2 separate regions of the Salmo salar genome follow, and region 1 is linked to region 2. The links are chromatin contacts, called in public Hi-C maps. All regions are on one chromosome and are shown on one strand. The core of a region is the stretch at or near the end of the contact, and the rest is flanking DNA. Distances in the headings are between cores, read along the strand shown. Region 1 holds the start of LOC106582410 (activin receptor type-2A). Region 2 overlaps LOC106582410 (activin receptor type-2A).

Region 1 (6,815 bases), core at 2,065-4,564, 51 kb before region 2:
GAGTGGGAGAGGGTGTGGGAGAGGGTGTATGACAGGGTGTGGGAGAGGGAGAGGGTGAGGGAGAGGGCGAGGGAGAGGTTGTGGGAGAGGGTGTGGGAAAGAGCATGGGAGAGGGTGTGGGAGAGGGAGATGGTGTGGGAGAGGGAGAGTGAGAGTGTGAGGGGAGGATGTGGGAGAGAGTGTGGGAGAGCGAGAGGGTGTGGGAGAGGCAGAGGGTGTGGGAGATAGAGAGGGTGTCAGAGAGGGAGAGGGTGTGGGAGAGGGAGAGAGTGTGGGAGAGGGAATGACAAAACAATTCTGATAAAGAAAGTTGATTAGCAAAATATTATGGTAAGTAGTCAACATTGAATTGGCCTCGCAGTAAGTGCCTTTCAGTTGGGCAAGGCCATTGTAGCCACTAGTAGCATAGATCATTATATGTCATTAAAACCCGATGCCCTCATAATGGGCTCCCTGTAGCACTAGTAACTATCATCAGCCATTGCCTTAGTTAGAAAGTAGGCTATTAAAACATGAACACACTCACACACTGCAGCCTAGGTAACGTCAGGGAGGATATGAGATTAGTGGAGCAGGGAGGAATGTCATAGCTGCCCAGGTCACACTGGTAATCTGCCGTCACCTCTACTCCCTCTGTCACCAAGCAGCCACACACACATGCGCGCACGTGCACACACACACACACACACACACACACACACACCAACCCCTCAGCTCTCCTCTCAACTTCAATTAGTGTTGATTTCCAATGGTGACAGGGAGATTGCATTGCCAACCCACATTAACCAGTGCCAGATACTGTAATGAATGGCGCACAATCCTTCTCACAATAATGCTTGTATAACCTGTCATAATCCAAAATATGCTGTGGTTTTATTGTAATTTTAATGAAATAGCAAGTGAAGTAGCTGGAGGGAGACTACTGCAGCTCCCTCCCTCCAATGGCTTGTCCCCTGACAATGATTCAAAATTAAAAGAGGGTTTCTGCTATGAACATCCCGCGAAGTTCTGTATGCATGGATAACTTAATTTCACCATAGCAACGTCATAAGTGATCATATACATCTGGCAGCCATTTGCCAGTGCAATTTAACATGCAGTTTCATATCTGCACAACATTACATTAGCAAAGGTCTAAAATATAGCTGTTAAACAGAGATAGAAATGGTAATATGATGCCTATTGGGGCAATGGAGGTTTCAATCATGCAGGGATGGTGCACAAACAATCATTTAAATAGTCATTGTAAATAGTGCAAGGATAAAAACTGGTATATATGGACTGACAGTAAGATGATAAAAGACAACTGTATATGCCTTACTGTGAAGGAGCTGGGCTATTATCCTTAACATGTGCCAAGGCTCAACATTAATGTGATTTCAGAGGACAGGGTGTAATATGGTTTACTAGTGCTTAAGTGATTACCTATTCACGAGAGCTAGGGTGAAGTATGCCTACATTGTGCAAGTATGTGGTTTAGCACTACATTGGTTAGAGTTGTAATTTACATGAACCCAAAAGTGTAATTTAAAATGTGGGAGTTGCCTTTTAAGTACTCAAATAAGATTGACCAGATAGTTAAAGCACAGTGGTCATTTTGAGTGAGTTAAACCTTGTACTGGGTACAATAGGTCCTAGGCTACTTGGCAGAACTGAATCCTGGGAAATAGTACAGTAATTACCTTCACGGAAGAAAGACACGTGTACGCTCTCTCAAGGACATTAGCAGCCTGACAGGGACGACACGCTCTAACAGATGCATGGCCTGTCTCCTGACATCTGCCTGACATCTCACGCAAACTCTTTGATATCCATTGGGATAATCTCTTGCACTTTTAGAACTCTGATTAAAAGTTAATGAGCTCATCCAGGGGAAGAATGCCTGGCATCTTGGTATTCCTGTGATATATAGAACCCCACAACCAAATACTTCCCATATTTCAGGAGAGTGTTGAAGTGATTTAGCAGTTAGAGTAATAGCCTCATAAGTAGGTTGGAGAGACAGGTCTTGGGTGTGAGTAAATGTGACTAAATCCTGGCTTTCTATCCTCTCTTAATGTCCTTGATATTTTCCACATGCGTACTGAAGCTTAGGTTATAAGCGCCAGCGCTTTTCTTTAGGTCAACTTAGTGACCTGGGTTATATGTTCACAGAAATAGGGCTTCCAAGTGGCGCAGCAGTCTAAGGCACTGCATCTCAGCGCTAGAGGCGTCACTACAGTCCCTGGTTCAAATCCAGGCTGTATCACATCTGCCTGTGATTGGGAGTCCCATAGGGTGGTGCACAAATGGCCCTGTTTTGTCTGGGTAGGATGTCATTGTAAATAAGAATTTGTTCTTAACTGACTTTCCTAGTTAAATAAAGATCAAATAAAAATGAGGTCAGGTGTGGTTACCTAATTCCAGAGGCAGCTCATGGAAAGTATTACGTTTACACAAATGTGCAGCATATTCTAGTTCTCAAATTGTTAACTAACATCCAAATTTACTTCATCATAATGCATCTAAATGACCTGTTTTACATAATTCAATATAACCTAGAAAGTTAGAAAAAACAAATCTTCTTTCCAGAGGTTGACAGTCAGGTTGGACTTGTTTCAATTCCACTTCAAATGTGAATTTGAAACAACCACATTTTTAATCCGGGGAATTCCAAAGCACCTCAGTAGTACAGGTTTCATACAGTATATTGGTTTCATAATCCCTTGATACATCCATGTGCTCATTAGACTGGTTGATCAATATTAATGAATATAGGCTAAAATACCAGAATGTTTTCTATCTCCAGTTAAATTATTATTAAATCTACATGCCATGTACATGTACATATATTTTCTTTATGCAGATTCTAGAATATTCGCATGAAAATCTCTCGCCAATTGGATGGAAAACGAGCCACCACCGTGTTAATGTCAACTTCAATGTCGTGACGTCAGAGTTGGGACGTCCCAAAGATGCCTTAGACAGTTTAGAGTTGTCCGTGGTTTTATAGGTTTTTGCATATGTGACCCTAATTAGCGTCTCCTAGGAAACAATTACCAAAACTACTGTTCCTATCCTTTCACAACAACAAAAAATCCAGTAATTTTATTGATCAGCGTATCTGCAGCCATCCCTCCCATCATCAATACCTTTACTCACAGTACACTCGCCTGGGCGTGTTTATTGCCTCTCATTCATGGGCACAAGACAAGAGAATGCCTCACAGGATTGGTGGAACAGTAAAGCTCTGGCGGATTTGTCGTTCTCTATTGGCCGTTATTCATGTCGGTCACAGCTTTAGCCGCGTAGTGACAGATGAGTATGAAAAAAAAAAATCAAAAACAATCCGTGCAAGCAGCCATCTTGAGTACAGTTGTGCACTTGGAGAGGTGATGAGAATTATATGACCGAGTCGTTCAAGGAAAACGTCAATATTAGACGAAAGAGACTACATCTAAAGGATTAATTTTAATTCTCTAATTCGTTGTTTTCTTGTATGCCACACTTCCCGTTCGCACGAGTGAACATTGATTGAATCGATACCGACCAAGCCAGCCAGTAGCTAACGTATCGGGCTAGCTTCACGGGTTTCCTATGTGCCTTCAACGGTGTAACTCGACTTCAATCCTTTCTCGATTGACATATCTAAAATACGAAATATAGTTTCTGTGATTCAAGATTCAGATTTTGAAGACAGCTAGAGACAATATTGCGTTATTTGCATGTTGTGGACAAACAACGTTTGGAATACACACAGCCTTCGGTAGAATGGCTGGTTAATGTTTTCTCCGGCGTCAACTTTCCTTTGGATGTGATCGCGCGTGATTTTGGAAAGGTGTAATGTTTGCAAGAGTGAAACTTGGTCAGTAAAATGTAATTACGCAAACTCGACTCATTGAATTTGTGATTTAATTAGTGAGGTAACCAGTTGGCAATCTTAAACCTATGCAAATCCGGTTTATGTTAACGGTGATGCAATATAGCTGTCTAGATGAAAGATTATCGCTAGATAGTCGGAAAAATTGCAACAAAGTAAGAGTTTGTGATTATTTTTGCTGGGACATAGTCTAGCGCTAGACATTGTTTCTAAAATGCGACAATGTTGCATTATTGTGTGCAGAATGGATACACCATGCAGCAAGTACATTAACCAGTAGTCAAACAAGCTATTCGTCGTTTTTTGTTGTTTTTTTGCAGTAGTTTAGTTTCTTTATAGTTATATATTTTTGTTTTACATGTGTTTCAAACGATGTCCCATGCCAGAAGAATACAATAAACACTAAGGATTCTGAAGTGGAAATTTGTATGCTGTATGTTACAGGCATTGCAGCTCTTTCAATCAGTCAGTCACCTGATGCATTTGCTATAAAAAGGTACTCTGATACTTTGGACGCTAATCCCATAGGATTCGTGGCACCAGGATTTACTGGAAATAAAGGATTTGACATTTGACCGAAAATGGGACCAGCAACGAAACTGGCATTCGGCGTCTTTTTGATCTCATGTTCTTCAGGTGGGTATTCGATAGGAAGCAGTCTTCAAATATCGACCAGCGATCACATGTTCATGCATGCAATAGTCAGAATATTTCACACACATCCATATCACAGTGTAGGCCTATGATAATGTTATAGCCTATCCTACTGTCCCTGTTATGTGCGCTCGCTGCCGCGGGTCATATGACGCGGGAACGCGATTGGATGTACAGCATCTTGAAACTAAACAGCTTTTTGAATAGAGTTGACTGTACATTAGATCATGTTGGTGGTCATCGTCTGTCCAGTCCAATACAGCAATAGCCATCGGTCTAGCCACTATAGCGAGATGAAAGCGAAGAGTCAACACAGGAGTAGAGTAGGCCTCATGTGGAGAGAGGAGGCAACGTGTGCATCTGATTGAGAACAGCTAGCTGTCGGCCTATAATTATGCATATGTTGTGTGCTTTTCATGCAATGTCAAGACGGCTATATATTTTATGCAGGAAGATGATTCAATCGAGAATCCTCTCCACTACATTATGACTATTTATGTGATGTAAAAATGGAATATCTGATGAGGCTATAGTTGACCCTGTTGTGGTTGTTATTTCAGTCTAGATTTGTTTTATTTTGTTTTAACTTTTATTTAACTAGGCAAGTCAGTTAAGGACAAATTCTTATTTTATGGTGTGATTGTGATCTGGGCTCTGAAATCCCAGTTGTACTGCCTAGATATTTTCTTATGTAGATATGTGCATTCTGATACATTCAGGTATAGCTACTGTACTGCATGTTATTTGCATATTATTATGCCTAGGCCTATGTAATGGTCTGTTGTACAGTAGTATTCACTTAGTTTTCTTTAAATGAAACATCAACACGAATACTTGTTTCTTGTTGGTACATCCCAAAGCAGTTAGTGGACAAAAAGCAAGTTGATCTCCTGTTTAAAAGATCGCTTGTTGGGACTCAAGGATTCAGTGTGTGTGGCGGTTTTGTTTGAAACCAGGCACGTGCTGCTGGCGCCTGCCCTGAGAAACAGTCTTCCATCTGTGCTTATCACTCTACACTCCAAGAAATTCCATTTGCACAGAGCAGGGGGGAGGTGGGGGGCAAAGACTCGAAGTCATCTCCTGAGTCAAAGCTCCATTTACTTTTCACCAGGCAGAGGTCAGTCAGGTCTCAGTGCAATTCGTAGGATTTGGTACGTAAATCTGTTAAATCTGTTAATGTACATTTATTGTGTACATTAGTTTACATTATGAATGGAATAGTAGTTGTACAATATCATACGAATTAGAGGATGTATAGTATCGTACGTCTTACCCGGTCATACAATGGCATACGAGTTGGATGATGTAAATGATTATACGTCTTTCTCTCAGAAAAGGTAGATTGTTGCATCTAAACAAGAATTATGGGGAGAATTTACGTTGGTGATTAGGAGAACTAATGAAAAAGGTTAGGATAAGTTATGTAGCAGTTTAGGTGAACCAACCTCCCTACTTTTGTTTGTCTAAAGTAACTAGACCATTAGTACATGTCATATGTCTTGGAGGTTCTCAGAAATACGTACAATGTGTTTCGTATGGCTCTGATGCCAGGTTGAGTAAACTGGGCCTAGCCAAGCCACATAAGGAGATTGAACTAAAGCAATCTGCTCACTTTAACGAATGGGATTTCCACCAAGCAGAACTTTGACCTCAATAGAGGGTGATTGTCAGTTACACACCTCACCTCAATGCTACTTGAGCTGTATGTTGCACACCGTCGTGACCGAGCTACAGTATGTTGATGTTATTTTGAGGAAGTGGCAGGTTCCATTACTCGACTGCCTGGGCCGTAACGTTCACCACCTTGTAGATAGAAATATCACCAATAGAGCAGCTGACATCTGTTCTGTTCCACATAATATAAGCCTGTTCCTATCTGAACACTCCACAATGCTGTGTCCTACTGAACACAGCCCTGGCCTAAAGTATAATCAAAGCGGGTTGGAATGTGGGTGGCCTGTCGATAGGAAGGCCCGCTCTCTGCAGAGGTTGAATTCTGTGGGGACTAGAGCTGGTTGGATGCCTAGGAGCAAGGTTAATTACTCTTCCCCTTGATCTTGTGAATCTGGTTCTACATTTCATTTGAGGGAAAGGAAAAGAAGGATTATATCTTACGACAGTTTGCCAGATTTAAGTCCTGCATTTATTTTTTGGGTTATCTTTGTTAAAATGTAGTGAGGGAGTACACACATGCTTTCTCTCTCTCTACTCTTTCTCCTGTCTCTTTCTCCTCTCTCTCACTCTCACACTACTGGTCAAAGGTTTTAGAGCACCTACTCATTCAAGGGTTTTTCTTTATTTT
Region 2 (6,850 bases), core at 2,627-5,126:
GGAAGGTCAGGGCAGAGCAGGACAGGACAGGACAGGGCAAGACAGGGCAGGACAGGACAGGGCAGAGCAGGACAGGACAGGGCAGAGCAGGACAGGACAGGGCAGAGCAGGACAGGACAGGGCAGAGCAGGGCAGGCTAATAGACTGTCAGATGTTGTCGTGACTTGAAAACGTGGCTGCAGGTGAGCAGGGGAACTCACAGTTGACTGGTTATTTCTTCCAGATGTTGCTGTGTAACAATGGCCCATTCTTGTTGTTGAGGTCCGTTGAAGCCACGTTTGACTCTCAGGACAGACCCTTGGTGTCCCTGATCCTAGGTCAGGAGTGGTGTTAACATATCCTCTGGCCACAGGTCATCAGCTCAGCTGCCATTTGTTTTGTCTCTCATGCTGGAAATGTTGTTTTCTTTCCACCTCTTTCCTTAACTAGCACACCTTTCATATTATGATAGAGGTAAGAGAAGTCTCTCTCATTCAGCAGTTGGTTACGATCTGTTCACAGTTTCTGCATCTCTTGTGAATATGATTTATCAAATCCCTCAAGCTTGAGACTCCCACCACCTCAGATGCACCATTCATGTCTATATGAGTTTGAAACTGCTCGCTGTTATTTTCATTTTTTGATGTGCACGGATATACGCTAAATCCACTGTCCTGTTTGGGATTCAGCAGCAGGAGGGAAGTGCATGGACCGTTGGCTTATTGGTTGGAATGCAAGAGTCTGAGCATGCTATGAATGCAGCCAAAGAACGTGATGGTGAAATGATCGATATGGTGTCTTATATCAATGTGGGGTGGGAGAATGGTGGCTAACCACACACACACACACACACACACACACACACCAACAGTTATAGGCTACTTAAATATAATAACCATTTTGAACAGAAGCGACTCAGTGCCTGCTGGTTTGCAGTATAGCTAAGTCAGTACAAGGATAACCGTTCTCAGTAGCTTGCAAACATCAATATTGATTCTCCTGTTGAAGACAAAAGAATGTGTCACACAGATGATAAATGTTAGGCCTCTCAGCCCGGTCCTAGCCTACAGGGACAGCTGGACCATAAAAATGACATTGTTTTCATTTTTACAAGTGCCTGTGCTATGATTGATCACTTGAGAGAATGGCAACGTAAACATGACCTTGAACACTGTGAAGACAGCTAGAGGTGCAGGGTGTGGCTGCGGCTAGGTCTGGACTGCAGGCTTTAGGCCCAGGCTATATATCCTGCCCTATATGCTGCCCTCTTTCACTTGGTTTCCCTCTTCCCTCCTTCCTGTTCCTCCTTTGCCGTCATTAATCTGTCTATCCTTCCCTTCCTGTTCTGGCTGTACGCATGCAGGCCATTATGTGTACAACCTATGGGGAAAGATAAACATTCTCTGACATTAAAGAGGCTACCTTCCCTGCTATTCAACTAATTCATTAGAGGACCAATAGCGGCCCTCATTGAAGCAGGCAAGCAGCCAGGAAACGCAAACTTCTAGTGTATTTGAGTTTTAAAAACGCTTCAAAAGTTTAATTTCCGCTTTTGAAATTTCAGACTTAATTTGTCGTGAAGAAAAATGTATCAACCCCTACAAAAATGGTCCATGAATTATAATCCACATAATAATTCACATTCCCTGTTGCTGCATAAATATTTTCCTGCCGTAGAAAATTGGTTTAAATTGAGATCGGACATCTGTATAGACCTGTAACAGTCTGTAGACACAGAATGGTCATGGTCCGTCACTACGGCGACCAGAACACCTCTTAATCAGTCTGTCATCATCAGCATCATCCTGCCTTTGTAGTTCTCTTCCTTGATGGTATCCTGTAGTTCTCTTCCTTGATGGTATCCTGTAGTTCTCTTCCTTGATGGTATCCTGTAGTTCTCTTCCTTGATGGTATCCTGTAGTTCTCTTCCTTGATGGTATCCTATAGTTCTCTTCCTTGATGGTATCCTGTAGTTCTCTTCCTTGATGGTATCCTGTAGTTCTCTTCCTTGATGGTATCCTGTAGTTCTCTTCCTTGATGGTATCCTGTAGTTCTCTTCCTTGATGGTATCCTATAGTTCTCTTCCTTGATGGTATCCTATAGTTCTCTTCCTTGATGGTATCCTATAGTTCTCTTCCTTGATGGTATCCTGTAGTTCTCTTCCTTGATGGTATCCTGTAGTTCTCTTCCTTGATGGTATCCTGTAGTTCTCTTCCTTGATGGTATCCTATAGTTCTCTTCCTTGATGGTATCCTGTAGTTCTCTTCCTTGATGGTATCCTGTAGTTCTCTTCCTTGATGGTATCCTGTAGTTCTCTTCCTTGATGGTATCCTATAGTTCTCTTCCTTGATGGTATCCTGTAGTTCTCTTCCTTGATGGTATCCTGTAGTTCTCTTCCTTGATGGTATCCTGTAGTTCTCTTCCTTGATGGTATCCTGTAGTTCTCTTCCTTGATGGTATCCTGTAGTTCTCTTCCTTGATGGTATCCTGTAGTTCTCTTCCTTGATGGTATCCTGTAGTTCTCTTCCTTGATGGTATCCTATAGTTCTCTTCCTTGATGGTATCCTGTAGTTCTCTTCCTTGATGGTATCCTGTAGTTCTCTTCCTTGATGGTATCCTGTAGTTCTCTTCCTTGATGGTATCCTATAGTTCTCTTCCTTGATGGTATCCTATAGTTCTCTTCCTTGATGGTATCCTGTAGTTCTCTTCCTTGATGGTATCCTGTAGTTCTCTTCCTTGATGGTATCCTGTAGTTCTCTTCCTTGATGGTATCCTGTAGTTCTCTTCCTTGATGGTATCCTATAGTTCTCTTCCTTGATGGTATCCTATAGTTCTCTTCCTTGATGGTATCCTGTAGTTCTCTTCCTTGATGGTATCCTATAGTTCTCTTCCTTGATGGTATCCTGTAGTTCTCTTCCTTGATGGTATCCTGTAGTTCTCTTCCTTGATGGTATCCTATAGTTCTCTTCCTTGATGGTATCCTGTAGTTCTCTTCCTTGATGGTATCCTATAGTTCTCTTCCTTGATGGTATCCTATAGTTCTCTTCCTTGATGGTATCCTATAGTTCTCTTCCTTGATGGTATCCTGTAGTTCTCTTCCTTGATGGTATCCTATAGTTCTCTTCCTTGATGGTATCCTGTAGTTCTCTTCCTTGATGGTATCCTATAGTTCTCTTCCTTGATGGTATCCTGTAGTTCTCTTCCTTGATGGTATCGAGGCAAAGGTCTGTTTTTCTTACTGTCTGGAGCTATGATGGACATGATGGACATGCCCATAAAACATGATCTATAGTTAGAGCAGAGCATATGCTTTTACATGACTCCAGTGCAGATCAGAGCCGTACCTACAGTATACAGTACCAGTCAAAAGTGGCGGTCTCAGCTCAGAGTAGGCAATGTAAACTCCTGGGCCAAGCCGAGCGGGAAAGAACAGAATGGTTCTGGTTGGCCCTATAGTGTAAATCGGGTCTAGATATCCCTCCAGACCAGGTGTGCTGCAGCAGTCAGTCAGTCCCTCCATGCTACTCTACGGTAAGTAGGTCAGGCCTCATCCAGTAGTCCAGAGAGGAGACGGGTTGGTGATTTAAGTTTAACATGCTCATCACTTCCCTAGCCCCCATAAGCCCCTTCTGTCAAAGCTTCATAGCACCCAGCCCAGCAGCTGGTTAAAAGTTTCTCTTTTCCCCATAGCCCAACCATTGGCCCTGCAACATGGAAGCCATTTTGGATCCTACTTCAATGTACTGCAGTCCCATTTAATGCTTGGTGTCTGTGTAACAAACAGTGAGTTTGATGTGTGTTTCTCTCTCTTCTCCTCTGCAGGACCCGGGGCCCATGCCTCCCTCCCCCATCCTGGGACAGAAGCCACTGCAGTTGATTGAGATCAAAGCCAGGGGGCGCTTCGGCTGCGTGTGGAAGGCTCAGTTGCTCAACGATTACGTGGCTGTCAAAATATTCCCCATTCAGGTACAGTAATGTAACCACTAACCACCACTAGTAGCAGGACAGAGGGCTGTGTGGAGGCTTTCTCTGCTTCTTTGGAAGGGAGAAGAGAGCGTCATCAGTCTTAAAGCTCCAGGCCCTAGGTAATCCTCCTGGGCTGACCAGCCCCCTACTTTAGAGGCCAATCACTAAGCCCACAGTGGCCTTGATTGACCACTGAGCAGCAACTGACATGACCTAACATACATTATTATGCTATTTTTAAATAACAATCATATTTTTTCTTTTTTCTTTTCATGTCTAGTAGGAATCCAAAACCCATTCTCAGTTGATATTGTACATCTTGAACAGTTTTCTGTGTGTTTGGCGTCCTCAGGACAAGCAGTCATGGCAGAACGAGTATGAGATCTACAACCTGAGCGGGATGAGGCATGAGAACCTGCTCCACTTCCTGGGAGCAGAGAAGAGGGGAAACAACATGGACATAGAGCTGTGGCTGATCACAGCGTACCACGAGAAGGTACAGCCCCCCCTGCTGGTCAGAAGATCACAGCACAAACAAAGCAAATTAAATCACAACTCATTCAACGAAGTCATGCTAGAATTTAACATTTATCCCAAGACATCAAGCGTCGTTGTGAAAATGCAAGTCTATGTAGCAACACTGATCCAGTATTTATTAACTAGACAACCTTAGATAGAGCTGTTCCTTCCTATTTTTCAGAAAACACTAGAATGGTCTTTATCTGTGTTGAATATATCTGCCCTCTAGTGGTTAGAGGTAGAACAATCAGCTGGCATTATGTCAGATGGTATGGTGGCATGTTGACTTCAAGGTGAGCCACATTTGCTAGGTGCTGTTATATTAACTGGTTGTCTGCCTCCATTTCCAGGGCTCGTTGACAGACTATTTGAAGGCCAACGTGTTGTCGTGGAGCGAGCTGTGCCACATAGCCCAGACCACGGCTCGAGGCCTGGCCTACCTCCATGAAGACATCCCTGGTCTGAAGGACGGACACAAGCCAGCCATCGCCCACAGGTCAGCTCCCTGCTCTCCCATCCTCCCTGGTCACCTATCTCTGTTTGTGTTCCTCTATCATTACACTGCCATTAAAGACCTACTCTTCGATGGTCTTTTCAATCCACTGCCTTCCTTCACTTACCCCCCCCAAAAATCTAACTCTGCTTCCAGAAAGTAAATCAAATCAAATGTATTTATATAGCCCTTCTTACATCAGCTGATATCTCAAAGTGCTGTACAGAAACCCAGCCTAAAACCCCAAACAGCAAGCAATGCAGGTGTAGAAGCACGGTGGCTAGGAAAAACTCCCTAGAAAAGCCAGGACCTAGGAAGAAACCTAGAGAGGAACCAGGCTATGAGGGGTGGCCAGTCATCTTCTGGCTGTGCCGGGTGGAGATTATAACAGAACATGGCCAAGATGTTCAAATGTTCATAAATGACCAGCATGGTCAAATAATAATAATCACAGTAGTTGTCGAGGGTGCAACAGGTCAGCACCTCAAGAGTTAATGTCAGTTGGCTTTTCATAGCCGATCATTCAGAGTATCTCTACCGCTCCTGCTCTTTCTAGAGAGTTGAAAACAGCAGGTCTGGGACAGTTAGGACGTCTGGTGAACAGGTCAAAGTACACAACATTCATCCTGTTAAATGATGGGTATCTTTCCTCTCCCGCGCTGTCTGTTGTCTCATTGGTGTGTTTCTGTTCTGCTGTAATCCACAGGGATATCAAGAGTAAGAATATCCTTCTAAAGTCCAACCTGACAGCCTGCATCGCTGACTTTGGCCTGGCCCAGAGGTTTGAGGCTGGGAAATCCGCTGGGGACACGCACGGACAGGTGAGTGATGAGTGATGGGAGGAATGGTTGTGGAAGGTGTAGTCCATGATGTTCTACATGACTGTAAAAACGTCAGCATACCTCGACGTTCATGTTACAAAGAAAAAAACATCAACATCGTCAATCTGTTCAGCACAAGCAGAACTCTGTATTCCCTGATGTCAGATTGAGACAATTGCATGTAAATTATCCAAAACAGGCAGGACCACCGATTGAGATTGATCTCTAACCAGTCTGTGTGTGTGTGTGTGTGTGTGTGTGTGTGTGTGTGTGTGTGTGTGTGTGTGTGTGCGCGTCTGTTCATTCCAGGTGGGCACCCGGAGGTACATGGCCCCTGAGGTGCTGGAGGGGGCCATCAACTTCCAGCGGGACTCGTTCCTGAGGATAGACATGTATGCCCTGGGACTGGTGCTGTGGGAGCTGGCCGCACGCTGCAAGGCTGCTGACGGTAAGAACACACTCCCTGGAAGGACCATAGAGTAGTAGCGGCCCACGCAGAGTAGGAGTGGCCCACGCAGGGTAGGAGTGGCCCACGCAGAGTAGGGGTGGCCCACGCAGGGTAGGGGTGGCCCACGCAGAGTAGGAGTGGCCCACGCAGAGTAGGGGTGGCCCACGCAGGGTAGGAGTAGCCCACGCAGAGTAGGGGTGGCCCACGCAGGGTAGGGGTGGCCCACGCAGAGTAGGGGTGGCCCACGCAGAGTAGGAGTGGCCCACGCAGAGTAGGGGTGGCCCACGCAGAGTAGGAGTGGCCCACGCAGGTAGGAGTGGCCCACGCAGAGTAGGAGTGGCCCACGCAGAGTAGGGGTGGCCCATGCAGTGTAGGTGTGGCCCACGCAGAGTAGGAGTGGCCCACGCAGAGTAGGGGTGGCCCACGCGAGTAGGAGTGGCCCACGCAGAGTAGGGGTGGCCCACGCAGGGTAGGGGTGGCCCATGCAGGGTAGGAGTGGCCCACGCAGAGTAGGGGTGGCCCACGCAGAGTAGGAGTGGCCCACGCAGAGTAGGGGTGGCCCACGCAGGGTAGGAGTGGCCCACGCAGGGTAGGGGTGGCCCACGCAGAGTAGGGGTGGCCCAC

Evidence for each region. A called contact is a pair of places that touch in the nucleus more often than the background predicts.
Region 1: a contact with region 2 is called in a Hi-C map of gill, with 3 times the contacts expected there. The contact joins the promoter of LOC106582410 here to the enhancer-like site in region 2. A contact is called at or near these places in 2 of 3 Hi-C or Micro-C datasets (gill and muscle).

Annotation. Positions count from the first base shown.
Region 1 is chrssa21:46,091,350-46,098,164 of Ssal_v3.1, reverse strand. It overlaps LOC106582410 (activin receptor type-2A), which reads left to right and starts at 3,314. Exons shown (of 12, transcript XM_014165502.2): 1 at 3,314-3,844; 2 at 4,304-4,495. The coding sequence starts at 4,441.
Region 2 is chrssa21:46,040,962-46,047,811 of Ssal_v3.1, reverse strand. LOC106582410 (activin receptor type-2A) reads left to right here. Exons shown (of 12, transcript XM_014165502.2): 6 at 3,802-3,945; 7 at 4,298-4,441; 8 at 4,815-4,960; 9 at 5,664-5,778; 10 at 6,088-6,226. Among protein-coding and RNA genes, the nearest start is that of LOC106582411, 14 kb to the right of the region's middle. Within about 2 kb of position 3,876, at least 2 of the 13 cell types and tissues checked have an H3K27ac peak or open chromatin away from gene starts, as enhancers often do. A contact at or near this core is called in gill, where this site is marked.